5 separate regions of the Mus musculus genome follow, and all the other regions are linked to region 4. Evidence: chromatin contacts called from public HiChIP or PLAC-seq and promoter capture Hi-C data. All regions are on one chromosome and are shown on one strand. Each heading gives the region's core, a stretch centred on a gene start, on an enhancer-like site or on the middle of the called end of the contact. The rest is flanking DNA. Distances are from core to core; before and after follow the strand shown. Region 1 holds the start of Myl9 (myosin, light polypeptide 9, regulatory). Region 2 holds the start of 2310005A03Rik (RIKEN cDNA 2310005A03 gene). Region 3 holds the start of Norad (non-coding RNA activated by DNA damage). Region 4 holds the start of Eif6 (eukaryotic translation initiation factor 6). Region 5 holds the start of Epb41l1 (erythrocyte membrane protein band 4.1 like 1).

What was found. Promoter capture Hi-C pulls out the DNA fragments that hold promoters and counts their contacts. HiChIP or PLAC-seq counts read pairs in DNA pulled down with a chosen protein or histone mark.
Region 1: a contact with region 4 is called in a promoter capture Hi-C map of pre-B cells, with 3 times the contacts expected there. The contact joins the promoter of Myl9 here to the promoter of Eif6 in region 4. A contact is called at or near these places in 2 of 39 promoter capture datasets (liver and pre-B cells).
Region 2: a contact with region 4 is called in a promoter capture Hi-C map of pre-B cells, with 3 times the contacts expected there. The contact joins the promoter of 2310005A03Rik here to the promoter of Eif6 in region 4. A contact is called at or near these places in 5 of 39 promoter capture datasets (the C10 cell line, liver, pre-B cells and 1 more) and 1 of 115 datasets of contacts at active chromatin or transcription factors (bone marrow-derived macrophages).
Region 3: an H3K4me3 HiChIP or PLAC-seq map of pro-B cells shows a contact between it and region 4, with 4 times the contacts expected there. The contact joins the promoter of Norad here to the promoter of Eif6 in region 4. A contact is called at or near these places in 3 of 39 promoter capture datasets (liver and pre-B cells) and 2 of 115 datasets of contacts at active chromatin or transcription factors (large pre-B cells and pro-B cells).
Region 5: a contact with region 4 is called in a promoter capture Hi-C map of pre-B cells, with 3 times the contacts expected there. The contact joins the promoter of Epb41l1 here to the promoter of Eif6 in region 4. A contact is called at or near these places in 2 of 39 promoter capture datasets (liver and pre-B cells).

The regions. Positions count from the first base shown.
Region 1 is chr2:156,773,769-156,778,390 of GRCm38.p6, reverse strand. It overlaps Myl9 (myosin, light polypeptide 9, regulatory), which reads right to left and starts at 2,927. Exons shown (of 4, transcript NM_172118.1): 1 at 2,885-2,927.
Region 2 is chr2:155,097,646-155,102,561 of GRCm38.p6, reverse strand. 2310005A03Rik (RIKEN cDNA 2310005A03 gene) reads left to right here and starts at 2,483. Exons shown (of 3, transcript NR_040634.1): 1 at 2,483-2,534; 2 at 3,327-3,451; 3 at 3,555-4,771. Gm45609 (a long non-coding RNA gene) reads right to left here. Exons shown (of 3, transcript XR_001783519.2): 3 at 3,052-3,803.
Region 3 is chr2:156,390,770-156,395,699 of GRCm38.p6, reverse strand. Norad (non-coding RNA activated by DNA damage) reads left to right here and starts at 2,721. Exons shown (of 1, transcript NR_024329.1): 1 at 2,721-4,930. All of the region lies in intron 2 of Gm14170 (a long non-coding RNA gene), which reads left to right.
Region 4 is chr2:155,824,552-155,829,288 of GRCm38.p6, reverse strand. It overlaps Eif6 (eukaryotic translation initiation factor 6), which reads left to right and starts at 2,364. Exons shown (of 6, transcript NM_010579.2): 1 at 2,364-2,962; 2 at 3,079-3,164. The coding sequence starts at 2,856. It overlaps Fam83c (family with sequence similarity 83, member C), which reads left to right. Exons shown (of 4, transcript NM_027788.3): 4 at 1-106. The coding sequence ends at 106.
Region 5 is chr2:156,417,818-156,422,708 of GRCm38.p6, reverse strand. Epb41l1 (erythrocyte membrane protein band 4.1 like 1) reads right to left here and starts at 1,618. Exons shown (of 25, transcript NM_001368800.1): 1 at 1,410-1,618.

The DNA.
Region 1 (4,622 bases), core at 1,678-4,177, 950 kb before region 4:
CTGAGCACAGCCTGTGGGCTGTGATCCTGAGTGCTTCATCTATCTGTCTTCCTCTGGGAAGGGGGGCAACAGAGTAGCCTGCCACAGGAATCAGTTAATTTAGTATCTAGAGAGGCCCTGGAGTGGTGCTGAGCCTAGAAACAATTCATTTTGCTTTGAGTGGGTAAAATAGGATTGGCTTGGTGCCAACCATTAAAGTGCTTTGTCTACTTTATTTCTTCATAGCAATGTGCCCATCTCAATGGCGGGAAGATAGGGCTCTCCTAGGAGGGGTCGGACCCCCCAGCTCTGTACTCTGATAATACCCTCCCCCATCCCTCCCCATCCCTCTCACTCTATGCCCCTGCACCCCTCCCCCATCCCTCTCACTCTATGTCCCTGCACCCCTCCCCCATCCCTCCCCATCCCTCTCACTCCATGCCCCTTCACCCCTCCCCCATCCCTCCCCATCCCTCTCACTCCATGCCCCTTCACCCCTCCCCCATCCCTCCCCACCCCTCTCACTCCATGCCCCTGCACCCCCTATCTCCCCCATCTTCTGCACAGTCTGTGGAACACAGCTGCTCTCCTCAGGGAGCCTGACTGGTCCCTTGTGGTTTCATCCTGTGCCCTCTGTCACTTCCTGTACATCGAAGCTCCCTCAAGTTGAAACTACAGTCCATTTAGACCTGGTGTTTTGGCTTCGGCCGGTCTCTCCCATCCCATTCAAACTCAGACCTTCAGTCGCCTCCTTAAAACCCCTCTCCACATCCCGAGAGTAAACCTCGATGCCCCAGCCTGGCATGAAAGGACCCAGTGTGCTCTCCCAGCTCCTGACTGATCCACTTTGTCTCCTCCTTGACCTCTAGCATTCCACAGCTGTTCCAGGACTTCCTTCCAGCCCCCCCCTTCTGTAGCTGTCCTCAGGCTGAGCTCTAGAGTCCCAGGGGTGCTGTTCTCCACCCTTATCTTGATAACAAACACTTGCGGACTCCCTCATCCTTCACCACTAGGGCAGCCCACAGCAGCAGGCTAGTAGAGGATTCTTCAGTGAAAGGTTTATGAGCTCCACTGTACAGATGGGAAAACTGAGGCCAGGGAAAGAATTCAACCTGATCCCATCATAACTTGTGGGGAAATACATCTCAAAACTTCTGTCTGCTTCCCCTCAGCTAGTCCAGGCCCCAGCACGTCTTCTTCTCTGCCCTGTGCTCTGTAGACCTTGGCCCAGGGCCTATGTCCTTCCTCCTCTATCCCTGCCTCTAATACCCTCTGGGCTGGGGTCATGGTCAGCTCCAGCAAGTCCCAGGGCCACATCTACCTGCAGTCTTGAGACTCTAGCTGTATAAAACCCAGTGAGCCCCACAGCATGCACCAGGCTTTGGGGTTCCTTTGTGTAGTGCTGGGTGGGAATTGGTAAGAACCGGGGGCAGAAATGTTGTCCCTGGAAGCTGTCCCCCATCTCCTGTGGCCCAGGCTGAGATGGCCATCAGCTAGCTTTCTTCCTTTTCCTTTCTTTCTTTCTTTCTTTCTTTCTTTCTTTCTTTCTTTCTTTCTTTCTTTCTTTTCTTTCTTCCTTCCTTCCTTCCTTCCTTCCTTCCTTCCTTCCTTCCTTTCTTTCTTTCTTTCTTTCTTTCTTTCTTTCTTTCCTGTCTGTCTGTCTGTCTGTCTGTTTTGTTTTGTTTTTCTTGTTTTTTCGAGACAGGGTTTCTCTGTATAGCCCTGGCTGTCCTGGAGCTCACTTTGTAGACCAGGCTGGCCTCGAACTCAGAAATCCACCTGCCTCTGCCTCCTGAGTGCTGGGATTAAAGGCGTGCGCCACCATACCCGGCTCTGTTTTGGTTTTTTGAGTCAGGGTTTCTCTGTGTAGCCCTGGTTGTCCTGGAACTCACTCTGTAGACCAGGCTAGCCTCGAACTCAGAAATCCACCTGCCTCTGCCTCCCAAGTGCTGGGATTAAAGGCGTGCACCATCACTGCCCGGTTTGGCCATCAGCTTTCTTAGCCCATCCTGTCTGCAGACCTCTAGGGCAGGCCCAGCTAGGCTCCCCTAGTGTATCCCTGCCCTCTCTACATCCCTGAGAGGCATCCCCCCCACACACACACACACAAAGGGAAGTGAATACCTGTGAGAGGGTTGGGAGCCAGGACACCACGCTAGGCTGGGGCCAGTGGGTGGCAGGTTTGGCTCTTGAAGGGCCAGGCACTTTCTAGACTTGGTTGAGTGACTTAAATTAGGAATAAGCTGTGTCCTTAACTCTGAAGCCATATGCTCCCCTCTCTGGGGTCCTAGACACCAAGGATCAGACAGCTGGAACTTGGCGCGGTCATGGCTAGACCATCCCTCCCTCCTCATTACTAGTCTCCATAGCTGGCTGTGCCAGATACCCTGCTTTCCAACCGGCTCATCAAGCAACCAGGGCGGCTGGAGGGTTGTGAAGAAGCCAAGACCCCCTCATCCCACCGTTCTCTAGTGCACACAGCACTGGAGATAAGGAAGGCATGAGGTGGTTACCATCCCTCCTGGGGTAGGGTTTGCAAAACTGGGTGTGAGCGCTGTGCTTCCGTAGGGCTCAATTTCCTCTGCCACACACAGTTTCTTGGGTCAGGGATGCCCTCAACCCCCTCACTGGCATCTCTACAGGCAGGTAGCCTGGAGTTTCCAGGCTTGGTGTGTTAGGCTCTTTAGCAAAAGGACACTCTGGATCCTTGTTTCCTTGCCCAAAGACCAGTTTTCCGGGGCGCAGAACCACCAGTTGCTCAGTCCCAGGCCAGGGTCCCCTTTAGGACCCAAGCAAGGCAGTAGCCCCAGCCCACACCACTAAGCATGCCACAGCCCTCAGAAGGCCGGGTGAGGTTCAGCCTGACCACCTACTGTAGCTGCCCGGGTGCTGAGTGGGCTCCCACCTGCTGCAGAGAAGAAAAGTCCTCGGCGCTGTTGCGGTGCTTCGAGAGTTGGCTGGCAGCAGCTCCGACCGATGCTCGATGCTCGGAGCTCTGGGGGCGGAGCCGGGGCTGGAGGGTCCGCAGGCCGCCCGGCCTTACAAGGCAGAAGAATGCGCGGGGGTGGGGTGGGGGCGGGGCTGAGGCAGCCAGCCCGGCCTTATTAGGCCTCTGCTTGCAGGCTGAGAAGCTGGGGTGCCCCTGGAATAGCCCCCCTCGACGCAGCCTTTCTCTGGGTCGGCCCAGGCTGGGGCATGGAAGCAGATTGAGGTGTCAAGACTGGCAAGAAGGGCGGAGCCTTCAGCGTTTCCCAGCTCTCCGACCCCCTCTTGTCCCAGAGGCCCCTGCTGTGTCTGGTGGAAGGCTGGCTTTCACCCGGCCAAGTATGGTCCTTTTTTTTCAGGGAGACTCAATCCTCACAACAGCGGCCATCACTCTTTCCCTAGGGCTTTCTGGCATTCAGTTACTTTGTAAATAGCTGCCTGGCTCCGCAATGGGGCAGGCAACTGATCCATCTGCCTAGGGAGCCCTGGGAGCCTGAAACCGCCTACATCCCGGGACAGTTCTGAGCTCGGCTGAAAAGGAGTTAAGGGTGATGCTGGGAAATGGAGCCAGATTGAGAGGAGATGGAGCCAGATGCGGTGGTTCATGCCAGTAATCTCGGCATTTGAGAAGCTGAGGCAGCAGGATTGCCAACATCGAGTATAGTGTAGGTTCCAGGTCAGTCTGAGCTATGGAGCAAGGTTGTCTAAATAAATAGAAGGTAACAGTTTTTATCTGTCCTGGCAACATTAGAGGTAACAGTTGAAACACTTCCGGAACTAGAATTTGGGGAGTAGTTTAGCTTAGCGTAGAGGTCAGAAGTCACAAAGGAAAAGTAATGGATGTCAGTGCAGGAGATTTAGAGAGCGTATGGCACGCTCAAGGACAGGAGAGCAGACAGTAAGTGGGGGAGATGCTGGTTGGGCTTATGGGGCAGTGGGAAACTGGGCGACAAGGGGAGGGGTTCTGGAAACACTTCAGTGCTTCAGCCAATAGGACTTGAAAACGGACCAGACTGGAATGAGAAGAAAGTTGGCTCCAAGAATTCAATTCTTTTAAAAATTCTATTTATTCGTGATGAGAGTTGGTGTGGAAGTCAGTGGACTGTTGCAGGCCTGCCTGGCCACATACGAACAGCAAGTGCCATTACCAAGGAGCCTCTCTCACGCCCCAGCTCAGGATTTCAGTGGGGCAGCTGGAGAGAGTGCTGCCATTTTCTTAGTTGGGCAGCGTGGGCGTAGGCGGAGCAGATTTGGGAGAGATCCATTTTGTCTTGGATTTATTCATTTTTGGAAACTTTCTTTTGAGATAATTTCAAGCATACTAAGGTTCTAAGACTCGTATAGAAAACTGACTTCCTTGAGAGTCTCCAGTTGACCTTTGGCTCCTCACTCTTCCCTGTGGGAATATGCACATTGCCCAACACTTGATAGTGAATAAGATTTTAGTATATCCTAAAAGGAGGACTCTTTTACATATTGATAGTATATTATCAAAATCATAAGATTTAACATTGATTTAGGCTTTTAATTTATGACCTATATTCCAATTGTGCCAGATGTCTCAGTAATATCCTGTATGGAAATTTGTTCTGGTCCAGGTTGTGTGTGATGGGTGAGGTGCAGGTGCCATGGGCATCATTCTATGGAGCTTGAAGATG
Region 2 (4,916 bases), core at 1,234-3,733, 730 kb after region 4:
GTCTCAAAAAAGGAAAAAAAAAAAAAAAGAAAAAAAATAGTGTTTGCCAGGCACACGTGAAATCTTCAGTTTGATTCTCAGCACCACACACACACACATTATTATTATGTATTTATTTATTTATTTTCACCTGTAATTTCAGTACTTGGAAGTCTGAGCCAGGAAGATCATGGGCCATGAGTTTAAGGTTAGCCTGGGCTATTTAATGAGACCATTAAAACAAAACCCCTCTTCTCTTCATAACCTAGCTTAGCTGCAGAAAGAAAGTCCTGGAAGATGTTTGCAAGTTCTGCTGAAAGCCTGAATAAAGAAATCGAATGTCCCCTGATTAAAAAAAAAAATTCAAAGCTGGCCTCAATAGCCAGGCAGGGCTGAGAGTTGAGAAGCTACTGGGGCGGGGCTGTACCTGACAGCTGGAGGGGGCTTCCGGTGTACCCTAGTCGGCAAAGTGGTATTTCATACCCGGGATCTATTTTCATGCCCCAGCAGCCCAGAGGCAGAAGTTACTCTCCCTGTTTAGCAGATGAAGAAATGGTATTCAGGAGGTTGAGAAACTTTTCAAAGGTCAAGTCCATAGCAGGTTAAAATTTAAACCTGGTTCCCAGAGATATAAGGAGCAAAACAATCCTTTGCAGGGCAGCTTCCAGGGGTCAGGGAACATCCCTGGAAAATGCTGAGATAGAGGAAATTTTTTGAACATAGGCTTCCTAGCAGATGAGCCAAGAAAGACCTGATGAGTTCCAGGGTGGGGTGGGGCGATAGAAACTGGAACCTCGGGGCAGAGGGAGCTGGGGAAGGAGTGACTGGGGAGCAAGGAGCGGGATGGATGGGACGGGCGGGGGTGGGGTGGGGGGGTGGCAGAGGTTCCCTGCAGGGTTTGTTCTTGGGCTAGGGTATTTCGGACCTGAACTCTGAATGAAATTGCTAGGAAAATGAGGAGACCAGGGCTGATGAGATGGCTCATGAGGAGAAAGCGATTGCTCTGCAAGTCTGACAACCTAAGTTTGATCCCTGAAACTTAAGATGGAAGGAGAGAAATGTTTGTTGTTGTTTGTTTGCTTTTGTTGTTTTTTTTTTTGTTGTTTTGTTTTGGTTTTGGTTTTTTTGAGACAGGGTTTCTCTGTATAGCCCTGGCTGTCCTGGAACTCACTTTGTAGACCAGGCTGGCCTCGAACTCAGAAATCCACCTGCCTCTGCCTCCCAAGTGCTAGGATTAAAGGTGTGTGCCACCACCACCCGGCGTCTCTGTACTTGTAACACATGGTCTGAATGCCTCTTCTGATGTTGATGCTATTCTGAAAGTGTTGGGAGGTTGTCAGGAGGTTAATCATATCAGGAAACTAAAGCCAGCATTGTGGGAGTGGGTTGATCATCAGAAGCAAGAGCAAGACCAGCCCCCACCAACAGCCCCAGCATACACACACACACACACACACCCTGTTCCTTTTTTTCCATGCATCTGAGTCATGATGCAGCAAGAAGGCCCTCAGCAGAGAGCTCAAGGACTTTGAGCCAATTAAACTTCTTTATACGTGTTATAGCAGCAGAAAATGGACTCAGCCCCTAGCTGTGTGGCTCTTTCCTTGAGCAGCTTGACATGGGAGCTGACTCTCCCCATAGCCAGTGGCTCAAGAGAGCAAGATAGAACTTCTCATGGCTTCTCTGACCTGAGGTTGGGCTCTCACTTCTGCAATCCTTCAGTGGTTACAGAGGCCAGTCGCATTCGTGAGAAGGAACTGCCTACAACAGGGAATAGATACCCTGTGGGAGGAACCCCCCCCCTCCCCCCTCCTCCCCCCTTCCCCAGAAAACTGTCCACGTAAGGGCATAGACACCCTGAGGTAAAGATCACTGAGGGCCATCTCGGAGCCACCAAAGCAATAAACTAATTTATCCAAGGTCACGCCCATAGGAAGTGTTATCCCTGAGCTTTGTGAGTTTGTGTGCAAGTATGTGTGATATGTGAATGCACACACGTCTGGGGATGTGCCTGCTCACACTGGTGTAAGTTGAAGTCACGGCTTGACAATGGGTGTCTTCCTTATTGCTTCCACACCTGATTTTTTGAGACAAGGTCTCTCATTGAAACTGCAGCTGAATGGTTTGACTAGATTGACCTGCTAGAAAGCCCCACCCACAGGATCACCTCTATCTACTCACTCCCACACTGGGACTACAGAAGCTTACTGCCACACCTGGATGTTATGGGTTCTGGAGATTTGAACTCTGGAACGTGTGCTTGTATAGCAAGTATTTTATCTATGGGCTATTTTTCCAGACTCTAGAGGCAGGCTTTGAACTCTGGCAATTACTGCATTACAGACTTGACAGTCAGACAGGCAAGAGTCTGTCCTGGAGACACGCATGCTTCAGATTCCAGGGGTCAGGTGACCAGACACTATCTTATGTGTCAGATGGACACTCGTCAGAGATGTGGACTTGAGTGTGCTCATAAAAGGCTATGCACACATCGCTTCTCGGTGTGGACTCGGCGTGTCAAAGGGAACCCGGATTTTAGCTCCAGCTCTGTGGTTGTTAGTAATATGGGACCTCAGACAGCTTTCGGCCCCTTAGGGATCCTTTGTTTTCTCCCCCATGTGCCAGAATAGTTCAATTCCATGGACTCTGAGGTCCTCTAGCAGGGAGACTGGGGGATTTCATGCATAGAGCTGTTCATGGGGAATGCTCAGGGGGTTCCCTTCCTACATTCCCTGACTCTCTTGAGCCACCCTTTCCAAAGTGCTTTAAGAATTGTCTCTGATTGATGGATACTTAAGTTGTCTTCAAGTGAAGTGGACCCTTCAGGTGTGAGGGGCACCCTTCTTAACACGCACCAGATCAGGCCAGGCGGCTCAGCCCAGCTTCACCCGCAGCTGGCTGGTACCATTGTTTCCCCATAAAGCCGGGCTACTTTCCAATTGCTGATGCCCTCTGGCCAGGGGTGAGGCTCAAAGGACTTAGTTGTGTAGCTTCCTCCCTCCCCTAGGGCAGGCCTGGGTCACCCAACAGGCTGACTCAGCCCCTGCAGAGGAACAAAGACGATAGAGATGGTTAATGGAAAGAATTTGACATTTACTACCGCCCGAAAGAAACTTCAAATAATTACCATGAGGACTATCCCCACACTTATTCTGCAGTCCACTGACATCTTACAAACGTTGGGATGTAGGCACTGTTCTCAATTCCAGTACTTAGGGACCCATATTATTATTTTAAAAGATTTGTTTTTCACATGTGTGTGTGTGTGTTGATGTGGGTGCACTCACTCATGCATGTGTGTGGAGGCCAGAGGTCAAAGTTCAGCGTCATCCTCTGTCCTTCTCCAGCTTATTTTTGGGGAGAAATTGCTCACTGAACCTAGCATGAGATTGGCTGGCAGCTGATTCCCCGGGGATGTGCCCGTCGTTATGCAACTGTGCTGGCATTATTGATGATCATACCATGCTTTGTTGTAAGTACCAGCCCGGGTCCTCAGGCTGACACAGCGAGCGCTTTACCTACTGTGCCACCGCCCCAACCCTAAAAATCCTTTACTTTACAAAGTTTCTCCTCAGTATTAAACCCTGTAGGAATTATGAAGAGGAGGCTCCACCCACTTCTAAGATGATGAAAAGACAGAGCAAAAAGAAGTGCAATTCCATCTCTGCCCAACTGGTGGTACAGTACTCTCCATGCATGTAACTCCTTCAGTCCTTGCCACCATTTCTCAGACCACTGCCAGGAAATCTTCCCCTCACAGATGAAAAAATGTCCATGAGGTGATGCAGTCTGTCCAGGATCACACAGCCAGTCGGTGTCAGAGTCTGTGGAGAAAAAGTGAAATTCCTCTTTTGGTCCCTTTTCCAATCCTTGCTGCAGAGTAACCTGCTCGTACCCGCACATCACACATTGTGCAGGGTCTGGTTTGTATGCATTGGTGCTACAAGTGCCTGTTCTCTTCCTACGCCTTCCAAGGAGGTCATGTTCTGCAACTCGCTTTTCCTACTTAGCCCCAAACTTAGAATCTTTACCATTTGGGTTTTGGTTGATTTGATGGTTGATTGATTTTTGTTGTTTTTCAAAACAGGGTTTCTCTGTGTAGCCCTGGTTGTCCTGGAACTCATTATGTAGACCAGGCTGGCCTCCAACTCAGATATTCACCTGCCTCTACCTCCTAAGTGCTAAGACTAAAGGTGTGTGCCACCGCACCCACATCAGCCCCCATCATCTTTAAGATGGGTAAAATGATAGCAGCCAGTGAATAGGGTTGAAATGAGACCTGCGTGTGAAGCAAACAGGAAGGGTCTCATAAGCATGGGGGTATCTATTCACAACCCACATACTAAGAAGTACTGGATGGCAAATTAAAAGGTATCAATCTGGGGAAAGATGGCTCAGCGGGTAAGAACACTGACTGCCCTTCCACAGGTCCCGAGTTCAACTTCCAGCAACATGGTGACTCAAACCATCTGTGTAGCCTCCCCCAGCTTGAGCAGGATGATTCAGACCTTGCTGCCACTGAGAATGAGACCACCTGGGGTGGAGTCTTCTGACCTAGATGGTTCTATTGCTCTGTCACCTGTGGCTGCTCTTCTCCGAGACACTGCTACCTGCTGAGAGGCTGAACCTGCCTTCCTGAGACAGCGGGCAACCTGGTGATTGACACCTTACTGCCAACTAGTGCTGTCAGCCTAATTGCTTACAGGCTGGCGACAGGCATCAAGAGTGGGTCTGCGGGAGATGGGCTTTCCCCCTTTATAAGCACAGACTCTTAGTAAATGTTGGGTTTTGATCAGAATTTGTCTTAGCCTCGTTTCTTCTTTCCCTTACAGTTCCAGCCTCCCATTCAGGAACCCAGTTTGTGTGACGGAGGGTGGCTACACATCTGTAATGAGATCCGACGCCCTCTTCTGGTCTGAAGACAGCTGCAGTACACT
Region 3 (4,930 bases), core at 1,472-3,971, 570 kb before region 4:
AACATACCTCACAGGATTGCTTTGCAAATCAAGTAAGACAACAAAAATAAAGTCTTCAGTTATTAAGGTGCCTGGCCCAGAGTACATGCCCAATGAATACATCTGCATATGAAGCCCTGCTGGGTGTGTGTTAGCACAAGCCCGGCACTTGGGAGACAGCCTCGAGTAGATCTCTGTGAGTTCAAAGTCGGTCTGGTTTACATAGTGAGTTCCTGGCTAGCCAGGACAATATAGTGATGAGATCCTGTCTAAAAGAATCAACAAAGTGGCTGGAGAGATGGCTTAACAATTAAGGCTGTTCTTTAAGAGGACCCAGGTTTAATTTCCAGCACCTACATGGCAGCTCCTGTCTGTAACTCCTGTTCCAGGGGATACAACACCCTCACACAGACGTGCATGCAGGTAAAACACCAATGCATATAAAGTGCATAAAAATAAATTGTTTAAGAAATCATCACTGAAAGAAAGCGGGAAATGTGTATCACTGCTGTCTCTGGGTGCCAGGAATACCAGCTAGCTTGGCTGTGGGGGAAGCCAGAGTGCAGTAAAGGGACCACAATGGCTGATTCCTTGATATGTCACTGTGCCCACTTATCCGCCCAGCCCTCCTTCATGTCTGAAACCCTCCCCCATGGGATCACTCCTGCTCTGCAGGTGCTAAGTCTGGCAGGCACTTCTTTTGCAATGCTAGAGACCTTTGCTTCAGTTTTCTAGCCCTCCAGTCATTCCCCTGTCTCAGGCCCTTGGTCATCTACCGTAGACAAGAGTCTGTGGTCTTCTTGCAGCTTCTCATCAGAAAGGCCTTTCTGACTGGGATCCTGTGTGTGTTTACATCAAGAGTCGTAAGCTTAGGCTAGAGGTGGCTCAGTGGCAGAGCAAATCCTAAGCATGCCCATGGCTGTGGGCTCCACCCTCAGCACAGTTGTCAGGGAGGGCTATACTTACTATAGAGCTCATCATTCTCAACATACACGTTTTTTTCTTTCCTTACTAAATAGAAAAGTTCATCTTTTTCACTGAAGGAAGCACTTCATAGCTTTTTTTGTGATGTCCAATTTGCTAAAACCACTATAGCATTGTACTTTGGAACCATAATTAAATAAAAAATGATTTTATGACATTTTATTCTGTCTTTTTTTAAAAATTTGTTTATTTTATGTATGAGTGCTCTATCTGCATGTACACCTGTATGCCAGAAGAGGGCATCAGATCCCATTTATAGATGGTTGTGAGCCACCCTGTGGTAGCTGGGGATTGAACTCAAGACCTTTGGAAGAACAGACAGTGCTCTTAACTGCTGAGCCATCTCTCCAGCCCACATGTGTGTTTGTGTTTTCGTGCGTGTGCGTATGTGAGTGTGCGTTTTAACAGAAGCTAAAGGGGCTTTGGATTCCTTATAGTTACAGGCATCTTGTGCTTCCTGATGTAGGTGCTGGGATCCAAACTCTAGTCCACTGATAGAGCAAGCACTAACTGCTGAGCCATCTCTCCAGGCCCAAGGATAGTGTTGCCATTGGCATGTTTTGTGGGGCAGAAGAGTGCTTATTACACAGCCTTGGCCAACCTGGAACTTGCTGTGTGGTTTGATCATAGTCAGTCGGATAACTGAGAGAGTGACTAACTGACCAGTGAGTGGAAGCAGTAAACAACAGCACACATTACATCCTGGAAGGATGGTATGGGGCATCATGGACTATGGGCAATGTAAAACGTACACAGTGACTATTTGGGAAATTATCCACTTAGTGTTTCTGGGAAGCAGTTCACCTCTGGGTAGCTGAAACGAAAAAGGGAACCCAGGGTCAGGAGAACTACTGTATACCATACGTCACCATCTGCTGTAAGGGCTCTCATCTCTGACCTTGTCCCTGATTCCGCTGACTTTCATGGCACATCTCAAAGCCCTTCAGTGGCTCTCATTTCTGTCTTGTATTCATTGACCAGATCCAACCCTCCTCTCTTCCCTGGCCTTAGCTCTTTGTGGAGCAGGTAAGGCCTATGTGGTCCATTTCATAGCCTGTTAACTGTTTGCTGTTCTCTTCTGTTAGGGAGGCTCTTTACACACACTCTGTGAGACTATGTTATCCCTTGCCTCCTTCAAGACTTTGTTCCAGGGGACTGGAGAGATGGCTCAGCTCAGCTGTCTATAATTCCAGTTCCAGGGCATCTAAAACTTTTACACAGACACAGATAGACAGAAACAGACAGGCAGGCAGACAGACAGACACACGCACACACACACACACCACCGTGGACAGAAACTGTGAGAGGGGTGATGTGGGGGGAGGGGTCCGATTTGCCTTCTTAGCCTCATGGAATAATAAATTCTATGGGGTTGTATTTGAGTAGATAAGAGGCAAGCAGTTCACTATCTTACTAGGTAATTAGTTTATAACACCACTTCTAGTGAGACTAGTGTAGTACTTCAGGCCCTTAGGCGTTTGCCTATAATTATTTTTATAATGTATCACAAATTGCTGGGACTGCTAGTGTGGGCTTTTTCTTTTTTTCTTTTTCACTTTTGGCCTTTTATTCTCCCCTTGGCCTTCTAGTCTCTACAAAAGATGTAAAGAGACTTAAAGAAAAAAAGACCCCCGCCCCCAACCCCAGGCTCCCCCCCCCCCCCCCCCCCCCCGCTCCCGGCCGGAACCTTGCAGTTGGGGAAACGTTAGCTCTCCGGTGGTGTTTTTGCGGGCTTCCGGTGCCGCTCCAGCCTGGGCGAGAAGAATTGCCAAGTCAGTTCCGGCAGAGAGCGCAGCGAGCTCGGGAGTGTGGCCTTCTTCGCCCCGGGCCCCTCACGGCCTCGGCCCGCGCCGGGTGAGCCCGAGGGGCCCGGGAGCAGCCTCGGTCCCTACTCTGCGGACGCCAGGAGCCCTCGCCCTCGAGGCAGCCACCGGCTAGGCCACGCGGCCATTCCGCAGCGACTCTTGCCCTGCCAACGATGCGCCTGCATGGCGGCGGCCTCCCCGACTCCACCGGCGCCCTCTCTCCAGGGCCGGGCCCACCGAGGAGTCCCAGCCAGGCCTTCGAGGACGCCTCGAAAGTGGCGGCGAGCGTGGCATGACGGGAAGAATGGCATCCACCTGAAGGCCAAGGCTGGGCCTTCGGGGCTTCTGCGGCCTAAGGCGGCGGGTCTGAGCAAGAACACTCTGCCATCGCCGGCTCGGGACGGGAGGCCCACCCGTGGCCGAGCACGCAGACCTGGATGAACCGAGGCCTCGATGGGCCTGGACGAAGGTGAGCGGGGCCCCGAATCACGGCGAGAGGAACGATCGATTCTTGGGCCGCGGGTCTTCCCTCCACCCGAGAGAAGCCGAGACGCGACAACCGCAGGCGGCCATTCGGAAACGCTGTCGCCGTAGAAGTCCTGTGTATATAATATGAAAAAGCTGCTCTCAACCTTTCCCCCGACCCTTTTTAGACTTCTGGCTAAATCTGGACGTCTAACTGTAGAGATTGCCGACGCAGGGTAAAGGAGAGGTAGGAGATGACGTGAATACCCAGTCGCCATAAAAAGAAGATCGTGGACACGTCTTCTGCAAGTGATTTTGAAATGGAATTGTTTAGGCCGCCTCTAGAAAGACCCAGGAGCGACACTCGTCCCTGTTTGTTCAGTACCTTAGAGGATCCAGCAGGAGGAAGAAGAGGCCCGGAGCCAGATTGGTCGTGTGAAGAAGACGTGTCTCTCTTTTTTATCCTATTGTATTGTGTATGCATTTTAGTCCTCATTTCTTACCCCCCACACCATGTTTGCGTGTGTGCCTGTGTGTGTGTATTTGAGTGTGTTTGAAAATGCCAGGTTTTGGGGGTAATGTCTTTCTAGCTGCTCTGAAGTGCCTGCCATATTTTATAAGTAGTAAACATGCTGTAAATACCTTTTTGTTAGGATTCATTTGAATTATTGTTTGGAGAAGAAAAGCCAAACCTCTCCTGAGTTGACCGCATTGTGTTTGTGCCCTGGTTCCCAGAAGGAAATCCAGAGCTCTAAGCTACTGTGGTCCGTGAGTGGAAAGGAACCACTATCTCCCACTATCCCATTTTGTTTGGCTTTTCTTTGTACATAGTGTATGTAAAGGACAAAGGGGTCCTAATTTACAACATCTAGTCACTCTAGATGTTAAAGAGGTTGCCAGTGTATGACAAAGTAGAGTTAGTAGAACAACACTTTTTTTTTTTTTTTTTTTTACATTTTGTGTTAAAGTTGTAATTACTCTTGTTACGTGTGCCATTTACTGACTGCTGTGTATATAGTGGACAACAGTCCTTACTTGAAACATCTGGTCTATCTAGATGTTTAGAAGTGCCCAACGTATGTTAAATGTAGAGGTAGTGAAATATCACTTTGTAAATATCTTTTTGCAAACACTCATGAGTCGTTGTCTTTGGGGAGTGGGGTGATGAGCCCTCTGAGCAGTACTGTCTTTACTTGCTCCGGGGTTTGGAGGAGGTGTTGGGAGGCAGTGACAACGGCCATGTAGTGTGTGTGTATATGGGACCTTTTCAGATGCCATTTTTATATTCTTGCATTTTGTTTTGCTGTGTGTATACTGTATATAATGGACAAATATGTCTAAATTTTCAACATCTAGACTCTAGATGTTAAAGAGGTTGCCAATGTATGACAAAGTAGTAAATTTAGCACATAGTGTACACCGTTAAAATTCATAGAAAATTTTGTTCTGTAAATGGCTTGGGGATAGGATTTGCTCAGCTGTATCTAAGCATTACACATACCTATATTTGTCTATTGGTTTGAAGGGAGAAGAAAGTGGGTCGAAGCCCAAATGGTTATGTTTAGAAGATACCTCAGATAATAACCATTGCTTTGCATACAGTTTTATTTACCAGTGCCATGTCAATAGCAGATAAGTTCTTACATGAAACATCTAGTCTTTTAGATATCTGAAAGTGCTTGATACATTTAAAGGTA
Region 4 (4,737 bases), core at 1,115-3,614:
GTTTGCACCTGAGAAACGGCTGACCTTGGGCCACAGCAAACTGGACCTCATCACTAAATACAACAAGTCCAAATTCAAGCAGCTCCGAAGTCGCTTTGAGTCCTAGCCCTGCCCCTTGCAGGGACAGATCCTCCCTCCATCCAGAGACGACATGCTCAGGTTCAAGTCTGGAGTGTGAGAGTATGAAGCTGGGGTGCTGCATAAAGAAGGGGGCCATCTAGCAGCCCAGGCCAAAAACTTCCTGGTCTCAAGACTCTTTTACACACACACACACACACACACACACACACACACACACACACACACCTGAACACACCACAGTTACTGAGTGTTTCCTGTATGTTTGGGGTTGGACACGTCACACCAGTTATTGTCATTCTCCATCTTCTCTAGATAGAACCTCTTGTTGGTATATAGATGTATCAAGTATTATTCTTCCCATTTTTCAAAAGCCTTTGCAACTAGACTGGTAGAAAATCCTCAAGATGAACAGACTGCTGCAGTGGCTGCCCTGTTTGGGGATGCTCCATCACAGAATCCGAGTCTGAATCTGTGACAGACAAATTTATGTTCCTGACCGCCCAGTCCCCAGTAGTGTTTGGTCTCTTGGCCTTGGCGCTCCCGTTATACTTCCTCTTACACTTGGTAGGACAGCCACATTCTCCACAGGTCAACTTCTGAAGGTGGTCGCCTTAGAGCCACAGAGGCAGCGCCGAGGTTTGTGCCTTATTGTGATGCCTTCCAAAGGATGATGCTCATTTTTGACATCTTGCTTCTGTCACAGAGGCCAAAGAGAACAGACGATTGATATTCTTCCCATTTTATAAGAATGGGCACTGAAGTCCAGAGCTTGGATGGTTAATTTGGAGGAAGATCCAATCAAGTGACAGGTTAGGGAATTCTGCCAGTCCATTGTCCTCTGGCTCTAAATCTGAATTTTGTTTGCCCAGACACAACACATAGAATCTGCAGTTCCTGTGTTTCTATGTACATAAAACATGGACACTACAAGGATGTTTCAGATGCCCGTACAGTACACAGAGAACAATGACTAGGTACACCCATAGATGCATAGAGCGAGTATACAGAGCTCTCTGATTAACTCAAAAATAAAACTTCTGTTGCAGGTACATAATCAATATGGTCTGCCTAAATGAATGGCCACAGAAAATTCAAGCTTCTAGTACACACTGCAGAGCCCCCCTGAGACTCAGAAACTATAAATACACATATGACTCTTCATCCTAACTCTGCACCAAGCTGTGCTCACAACCTCACCCTGAACATTCCCTAGAGCCGAAAGGCTACTTAGATGCAGATTCTGAGGGCTGAAGCTTAAAAGCACAAACCTCAGAGAACAAGACAGATGTATTAGATGAAAACTGTATTAGGGACAGAGGGTCATGGAGATAGTAGAGCGATCGACAAAGCTTATCAGAGAGAGGCTGACTTGGAGGCTGGTCTTGAAGGACAGGGGGAGAGCCAGGTGGAGGAGAGTTAAGAGTTCTTGGTAGAGTAAGCCAGAGAGTGGTGTGGGGCTCAATGAGCGGATCTGGGGTGAGCTGGGGGAGATAAGCAGAGCACGTAGTTGAACACTTAGACACAAACACACAGACCACCTTGCTGAATGTCTCTGGAAGCTCGGGCTGCAGCTGGTCATGGGTCTTTCTCCTGAACTTAGCACCTGCAGGAGACTGTGCATGGTACTAATCAATAAAGGCAATTGTGGCTAGACCCCGTAGCAATCTGATGTGTTCTCGGTTATGGGACTGTATGATGGGGCTGGGGAAAGGGCGCCGCGCCATTTATGCCCCTTTCAGATCAGATCTTCTTGGAGAAGAATGAATGGCATAAGACAGTCTGCGGTAAGTGATTCTCTGCTCCTTTTACCTTCCACTGTGGCATTCTGAGACACCCTGGGGACTTTTGTATATTCTACACTAGTTGAGACAAGTTTATTCTATGAAAATGGGCCATACCACTATCCCCAGGGCTGCTGATGGGGTGATAAACTGCGTGATAAACACATCAAGGAAGCAAGTCAGCTCTCAGATCTTTGCTTACCCTAGAACCCTTTCTCCTCCAATCTCTCCGTAACACATTTCCCCGTCTCCATTGTCTTCTTCAGCCTATGGTTCTTATGCCTCCTCCAACCACTTTATCCTGGTCTCTTGGTTGATCTCTATGCCAAATTTCAATCTTCAACCCTTGACCCTTGCCACTGGTCCAGATTCCCACTTCCGTCCGCGTGGCCGGGGTGTGATTATCCTCTTTCTCAAATCCGCCCTTTTCCCGTCCTTACTCGGTAAATAAAGCCCTCCAATCAATCCAGCTCCAACCAGACAACACCGGTTCCTCATTTCCTCATCTTTTCATTTGCCCAGCCTCAGGTTTGATTGATTATTCCTTCTAAAAAGACCCACTAGGAGGTGAAGCCAAAAACCTAAAGCAAGAAAACGTGCAGGAGGCGGGGTCGGGCGGAGTCACCTAGTAACCATCGAGTCCTCCCAAAGGGTGGGGCTAGAGTGACCAGCAGCTCCGCCCGGCTCCTGCGCGCTCCCGGAAGCGGGCCTGGGAGGAGGCGGAAACGGAAAGCTAGTTACGGGAGAAGTTGTTGCAGCGTGTAGACATTGGAGTCGCTTGGTGAGCTGTTGGGACTCTGGGCGGCAAAAGTCAGTTCCGGGTCGCAGGGCGAGAGGACTTGGGGCAGGAGAGCCAGGAGGGATCCGTCCGCACGCCCGGGCATCTGAGGGGCCCGAGAGGGCGGGGTTTGAGGAGGCGAGGCTGGTTGACCCGGCTCCGGAGTGGATCTGTCGGCCCAGAACCCGCAGTCGTGCTGCCCCCCAGCCTCTCTCATGGCGGTCAGAGCGTCGTTCGAGAACAACTGTGAGGTCGGTTGTTTTGCCAAACTCACAAACGCCTACTGCCTGGTGGCCATCGGAGGCTCAGAGAACTTCTATAGGTGAGGCGAGAGCTTCTGGTCCCGAGCCGCCGGGGCGGGAAGGGAAGGGAGGCGGAGAGCGAGAGGTCTGAAAAGAGCGACCCACCCCAGTAAGCAGCGAATCCGTGTTTCTACAGTGTGTTCGAGGGTGAGCTCTCCGATGCCATTCCCGTGGTGCACGCATCCATCGCCGGCTGCCGAATCATCGGGCGCATGTGTGTGGGTAAGGCGGGTGGAAGACGCCGAGGGACACAGCGAAGCACTCTGAGTCATTAGTTTCCTGGAGCTTACCCCCAGTGATCGGGGGATTCCCAGGCTTTCGGGCCCAGTGGACTTTGGAATCTGACGGGTGTGTGGGACTCGAACTGCAGATCAAGAACACTGTCTCTCAGACTTGAGAGTAGCCGGAGCGAAATACCATTAAGTGCTGGCTATCATTCTTGGTCTCGTTTTTCCTTCACAGGGATACTGGAAAGCATGGGTTGTCGCTCGGAACTATGTGACTTACAGAGTCCCACACCTAAGGGCGGAGGAGAGGATTTGCATCTCTCTCCTGCCTCTGAATATGAACAAGTTGCTTCTTGTTTTTGAGCATCAGTTTCTCCCTCAGGAAATAACTAAGGTCCCAGGTCACCCTGTTCAGCTGCATTTAATTCTTACAATTTCTTTTTTTGTTTGTTTTTTTTTTGTTTTTTTCGAGACAGGGTTTCTCTGTATGGCCCTGGCTGTCCTGGAACTCACTTTGTAGACCAGGCTGGCCTTGAACTCAGAAATCCGCCTGCGTCTGCCTCCTGAGTGCTGGGATTAAAGGCGTGCGCCATCACACCAGGCTAATTCTTACAATTTCTAACTACAACTCGAGTGTTGAGTGGCTCCCGACTTTTCCTTTTATCCCCCCACACTCTGGCCTTAGCTGCACTGTCCCTGTAGCTAAGAATGACCTAGAATTCTTGATACACCTTCATCTACCTCCCAGGTTTGGGGATTAGTAGGTGTGTGCCATTATGCCTTTGCAGTCCTTTCACCTGGCACTGTGCCCCATTGCTACACTCTTAGTTTCTTGGTTCAGGCTTTTATGTATTTACCTAAAAACATTTTTTTTTTAATCGTTAAGCATGGGTGGTGACTCTACATGGTTTCTCATTTACATTAATCTCTGATAATAAAACATCCTGGTCTTTTAACTGTGTCCTTATGAAATGAATTCTGACACGACATGAGAGATTTTAGTCTGGTCTTTGTTCTGTTTTAAGGAACGTAACGTGAGGTTCAGAAATTGAGAACTGTGGCTCAGGCTAGGCAGACGCTTGCCTGTAGTCATAGTGTAATGTTGAATGCTTTGTATAAAAATGCCATTCTTTTTTTTTTTTTTTTTTTTTTTGGTATTTCGAGACAGGGTTTCTCTGTATAGCTCTGGCTGTCCTGGAACTCACTTTGTAGACCAGGCTGGCCTCGAACTCAGAAATCCACCTGCCTCTGCCTCCCAAGTGCTGGGATTAAAGGTGGGCGCCACCACACCCGGTTTAAAAATGCCATTCTTACGTTAATGAGTATTTAGACAATTTATAGTTTGGTGTCTTAAGACTAGTACTACTGGCCAGGCAGTGGTAGCGCATGCCTTTAATCCCAGCACTTGGAAGGCAGAGGCAGGTGGATTTCTGAGTTCGAGGCCAGCCTGGTCTACAGAGTGAATTCCAGGACAGCCAGGGCTACACAGAGAAACCCTGTCTCAAAAAAAAAAAAAAAAAAAAAAAAAAAAACCACAAACAAACAAAAAAAGACTAGTACTACTGTGT
Region 5 (4,891 bases), core at 369-2,868, 590 kb before region 4:
GAAGGAAGGCTGGGCTTGCACGTCCTCCTTCCTTCCCTCTGTAAGATTCTCAGCCTCTCTAGATCCTTGTCAAACCTAGTCTACCTACATTTCAGTACCAGTATCTGAACCCGGCAGACAGTGACTAAATCCGCAAACTTCCCTGTAATCTTGTTTTTCAAATATAGGGGGCTTTCTATTCTGTTCCAGTTAGCAGCAAAATGGCACTTCTCTTACTGTCCCCATCCTGGCTCGCCAATACACAAACAGCTTACACACTCATAAAAAAAAAAAACAAACCAGATATACCAGAACTTATCAAAACAAATGCACATATACATCCAGAGATATTTTGTTTATTCTTCATCAGTAAAATGTACAAATGCACCTAAATGCACAAGAAATATACAGGGAGAATGCACACACTCACCCAGACTAGACATGCATGCAGTGCCCAAAACATGGGGGAAGAGATACAGAAACACATCTCTCTCAAAGTATGAAGACCTTCTGAGAGGGGATTCCTTGGAGTGGGGCGCTGGCCATTTAAGATAGTGATCAGTTTTACTAGTCTTTGTAGGGTACCTAGGCTGCTGCCCTTCCGAACAGTGTCCAGGGTGAGGGTGGAGGGTACCTAACCAGGCTGGGCTGTAGCTGGCCAGGGTGATGGTCGTTACACAGCAAGGAAACATATCACAGAACCCCGCTGAGGGGCCTCTGTTGCTTCTACCCACACCCATGCCTGCGCACAGACACACCCTCTTCACACCTAATCCCCCACCCCACCCCTCACAAACACACACCCGGGATTTGAGCAGGCCACGCCCTCTGCTTCAGCTCAGCTGGGAGCCAGGCTCCACTGGCAGTAGGGCTCTCCCGTACCCCGGGTGTGGCTGCCCACCTGCCAGCAGGGAGTCTCCACTCAGCTAAGACGCCCCCGCCGCTGCTGCTACCCACTTCCTCGGCCAGTGCCGGGCTCCGGGCGACGCCAGCGCCTCGGCTGCCGCCCCCACCCCCTTCCTCCCGGCAGTGCGGAGACAAAGCCGAGCACACGCACACAGGGGCTACGCGGGTGCACACCCGCCCTCACACGCGCACACACACGGGGAGTCACACTGGCGTGCACACAGCGAAACACACACACACGAACACTCACATACACCCGCCATAGGCTTCAGCCACAAGCGAAGCCATCATCAGCATAGGCACACTGCCTCATCCAGATGTACACACTGTTACACATTGGGACACACCCTCTCTAGGCACATCTCCGGATAAGCAAACCAGGGCACACAGACCCTTACCAGATTAGTACACCACCCAGCCCCTTACTCAGATGCACACGCACGTACACACCACTTGCACCGACCCACAGACACACGCGCGTTCACATTAAACGCACACCCGGAGATGTGGACCCCGACACGTACCCGCAAAGACACGAATCGTAGCTTCGGCCACGCACGTCCTCCAGCACGCGAGCTCGGGACGTAGCAACAGCCTGCTCGGTCTCCGCGCCCTGCTAACCTGGCGGCGGCGGCGCGGCTTCCGGGAGCCGTCTGTCTGTCTGTCTCTGAGTCCCTTCGTCCAGTGGCCGCCCAGGCAGGCTCCAAGACGCTCCGGAGCTGCGCAGAAATGCCCCGCTCGCTCTCTCGCTCGCTCGCTCGTTCGCTCCCTCCCACGGCGCTCAGCCCCCTCCCCGCCCGCTCCGCACACCCCCTCTCCCCCTCTGCCCCGCCCCGCCAGCTCCCTGGGAGGAGGCGGCGGCGATCCGGGCCAGGCAGCGTCCGAAGGGTGTGCGAGTAGCGAGCGCGACCCACTGGCCCCAAGAGCCGAGCTGCCCAGGAGCAGGCGCGTCCGATCCCAGGGAGGGGAACTCGGAGGGGTGTGCGCCCCGCGAGCCCGCGCCGCTGGCTTCCCCCACGTGGGACAGACGCCCACCAGAGCCTAGGCAGAGCTCAGAGGCCGAGGCGAGCAGCGGGACCACGAAGACGAGACTCTCCACGGAGCCTCCTCTCCCTCCAGGTCCCAGCCCCGTGGGCTCGGCCTTACTCCACCTCCTAGAGAGTCGCCACCGGCACCAAGTCTGCTTCACCTCGCCTTTGACTGAGAGCTTGGCGTTCAGGCCGGTAGCCTGGGCTAACCTGGGGGACCAGCAGCACCACTGGCCTCCACTCCCTCCAGCAGGGACCTGGCCGACGCCCACTACCCTTCAGCCTCCCTCCTATTGTTCGGGCGGCCTAAGCTGCGGAGCTGTGGAGGACCACGCAGCTCTTTCCAACCAGTCTGAGGTGGCAGTCCTTTGGCACTCTTTGGAAGCAAGGGCCGAGCCCCTGGTCCCAAGACCCTGGGGACCCACAGGCCCAAGCATGCCCAAAGTCAAGCGTTTCTCTGAATTATGATTATATCCGCCCTGGACCTTACAGGCTCCTGCCGGAAGGTACTGCTTTGAACACACACGTAAAGCTAAGCATAGGAAAAGGACAAAGTAACGAAAACAGTGAACCTAGAATAGTATCCATAGAAGGTAGGGCGTCTATGGGGTTAGCTGAAGAAACTGAGCTTGGGTTCCCAGAGCAAGGGCCAGACCTCAGAAGGCCAGGAATACCAAGCCTCCTTTGTTAGACTTTGAAGGGAAGAAAAGGAAGAAGTAAATGTAAGAACTTACCGGGTTTTATTAGAGGCCTCTGCATGGGTAACAACCTAGGCAAATGACTCCAAAATGTAAACACCTTCACCTCTTGTGACCTTACCTTATCTTAAGTGGTAGCTGGGATCCACCTGAGTCTGCCCCAGGTAGCACAGAATCAAAGGCTAGGCCAGTAATTCTGGTTCTTCACTGCGGTCCCATCTCCTCCTCCCCACCCCCACCACTCTGCTACAGGATGCTAAGAGCAGATTGGAATCAAACAGCTGAATAGATAAATCCAGAAGGGGAGGCCTGGTTTGGACCTCCAGGGACATTGATAAACTGAGAGGACAAAACTAAGGAAACCAAGGCCCTACCTAAGACAGGACTCAGCAGTGCTCACTCAGCCGCTCCACTGCATGGAAGAAATACTTCCATGTCTCATTTCATCTGTACAGTTGCAACAGACGGTAGCCGTGAGCACAAAGTCACTAAGGAGCTTGGAAAGGGGCAGAGGCAGGATCCTGGACGTTGATTTTGAACTCCCATATTTAGCCATCAGGCCAGCCCTGAATGTGAGGTGGCAGTAATTGACCTACTCCAGTCAGCACCCACCATGACAGGATTCTGTTTATGGGTGTTTTCTGTCTCCATGTAGTTTCCTGATACCAAGCACAGACCCTGATTCGGAGACCTAATTTGTTAAACAACTATCTCATGGCATGGGCATGGCTCCGATGCCCTCTGCTCTGGGGCGAGGGACTGTTATCACTGGTTTTAGATGAAGCGGAGGAAATCTGAACTGCTAATCAGATCTGCTGCTGTCAGGAGGAGATAGAGACAGAGAGGAAGAGACAGCGAGAGACAGAGGGGCAGAGAGAACACTGTGGAAACCAGAATAAGTTTCCAGAAGATCTCGACAGGCTTGAAGACTGAGCTGGAACTTACAGAAGGAGCTGCCGTGCAGAATAAGTGTAAGGTATGATCCGGCGAGAAATTTCTATGATCCTACTGTCTGCAGCCACCGGCTACCTGTGGCTACTGCGCAGTTAGGATGTGACCGGTGCACTGAGAAACTTCACACCTAATTTTATGTTCTTTACAGTTAACAGTCACGTGGGGGGCTGGTAACAAGAGTGAGTGTCTCCTTGATATCATCATGCTCAAAACGTGGTCTAGAAGAATCTAGATTAAGAGCAGTTTCCATGAAAATAGATTCAAGATTTTTACTTGACCTTGAGCTCAATAATGCAATGTGGTGTGGCAAGAGGGTGAATACATTCTGTCAACCAAAACTAGAGCTGCAAGCAGCTTCTCCGGTTGCCCTAGAGAGATCCCAGCTGGACCACAGGACTCAACTCTAGACCCCACGTCTGAGAGAGACACTCACACTGAAGCATATCTGAAGGAGGGGACCAGAATGCTGAGGACTTGAGCATCACGTGACATGTGTAAGTGGTCTGGAGAAGGGTGTGGTGGCTGTCTCCAGCCATCTGCAGGCTGTCACCCAAAAAGGAAATGTGATCTGTTCCCTATTACTGTATTTATGTCTACTAAGCAAGACAACATCATCTGTGTGCGTGAACCCTTAGGTCTCCTCTGAAGGATCCACGTGGAACAGATCTGCTGGTTCCCCTCAGCCCCTAGTCCACCCAAGACCTGGCTCATATGAAACATGATTATAGATTCTATGGTAGAATGAATTTGAAGGAATTACATTTAACTCCAGTTGGGTAGACCTTCAGGAGAATGAGTCCATAAAGAACTCTCTAGAGCTGGGGGTGTAGCTCAGTGGGTAGAACACTTGTCTTGCGTGGAGGGAAGCCTTCAGTTCCATTCTCCAGCAGTGAGAAGAGAGAAAAGAAAAACAAATAAGCAAAAACCTTCTCTAATGTTTGGAGTTGCCCCAAATCAGACTGGTCACTTTGACCAACTTCCTGTCAATAACTACTCAAGGAGAGACCATATCTTCAGTGAGAGGCACAATCAGGAACCAGATGACAACCCCTCAAGGTGACAGCAAGCCAGTCCTAATAGGAGGGAAAAGTCAAGATCAAGGCCATGCTGCTAGACCATCATGTGGTGTGGTCTGTGCTGCCCTGGATAGACCACAACTGGATCCATCACAGGACTCACCTCTACAGGAGCTACACATTCTGATGGGGACACTGTCACACTGGAACAAGTTCATAAGGAGAGATCAGAGTCAGGTGCGATCAGTTGGAAGACTGCAGTGGTCCAAGAAATTGGGACTAGGAACCCAAGGACTTGAAAGGAGACCTG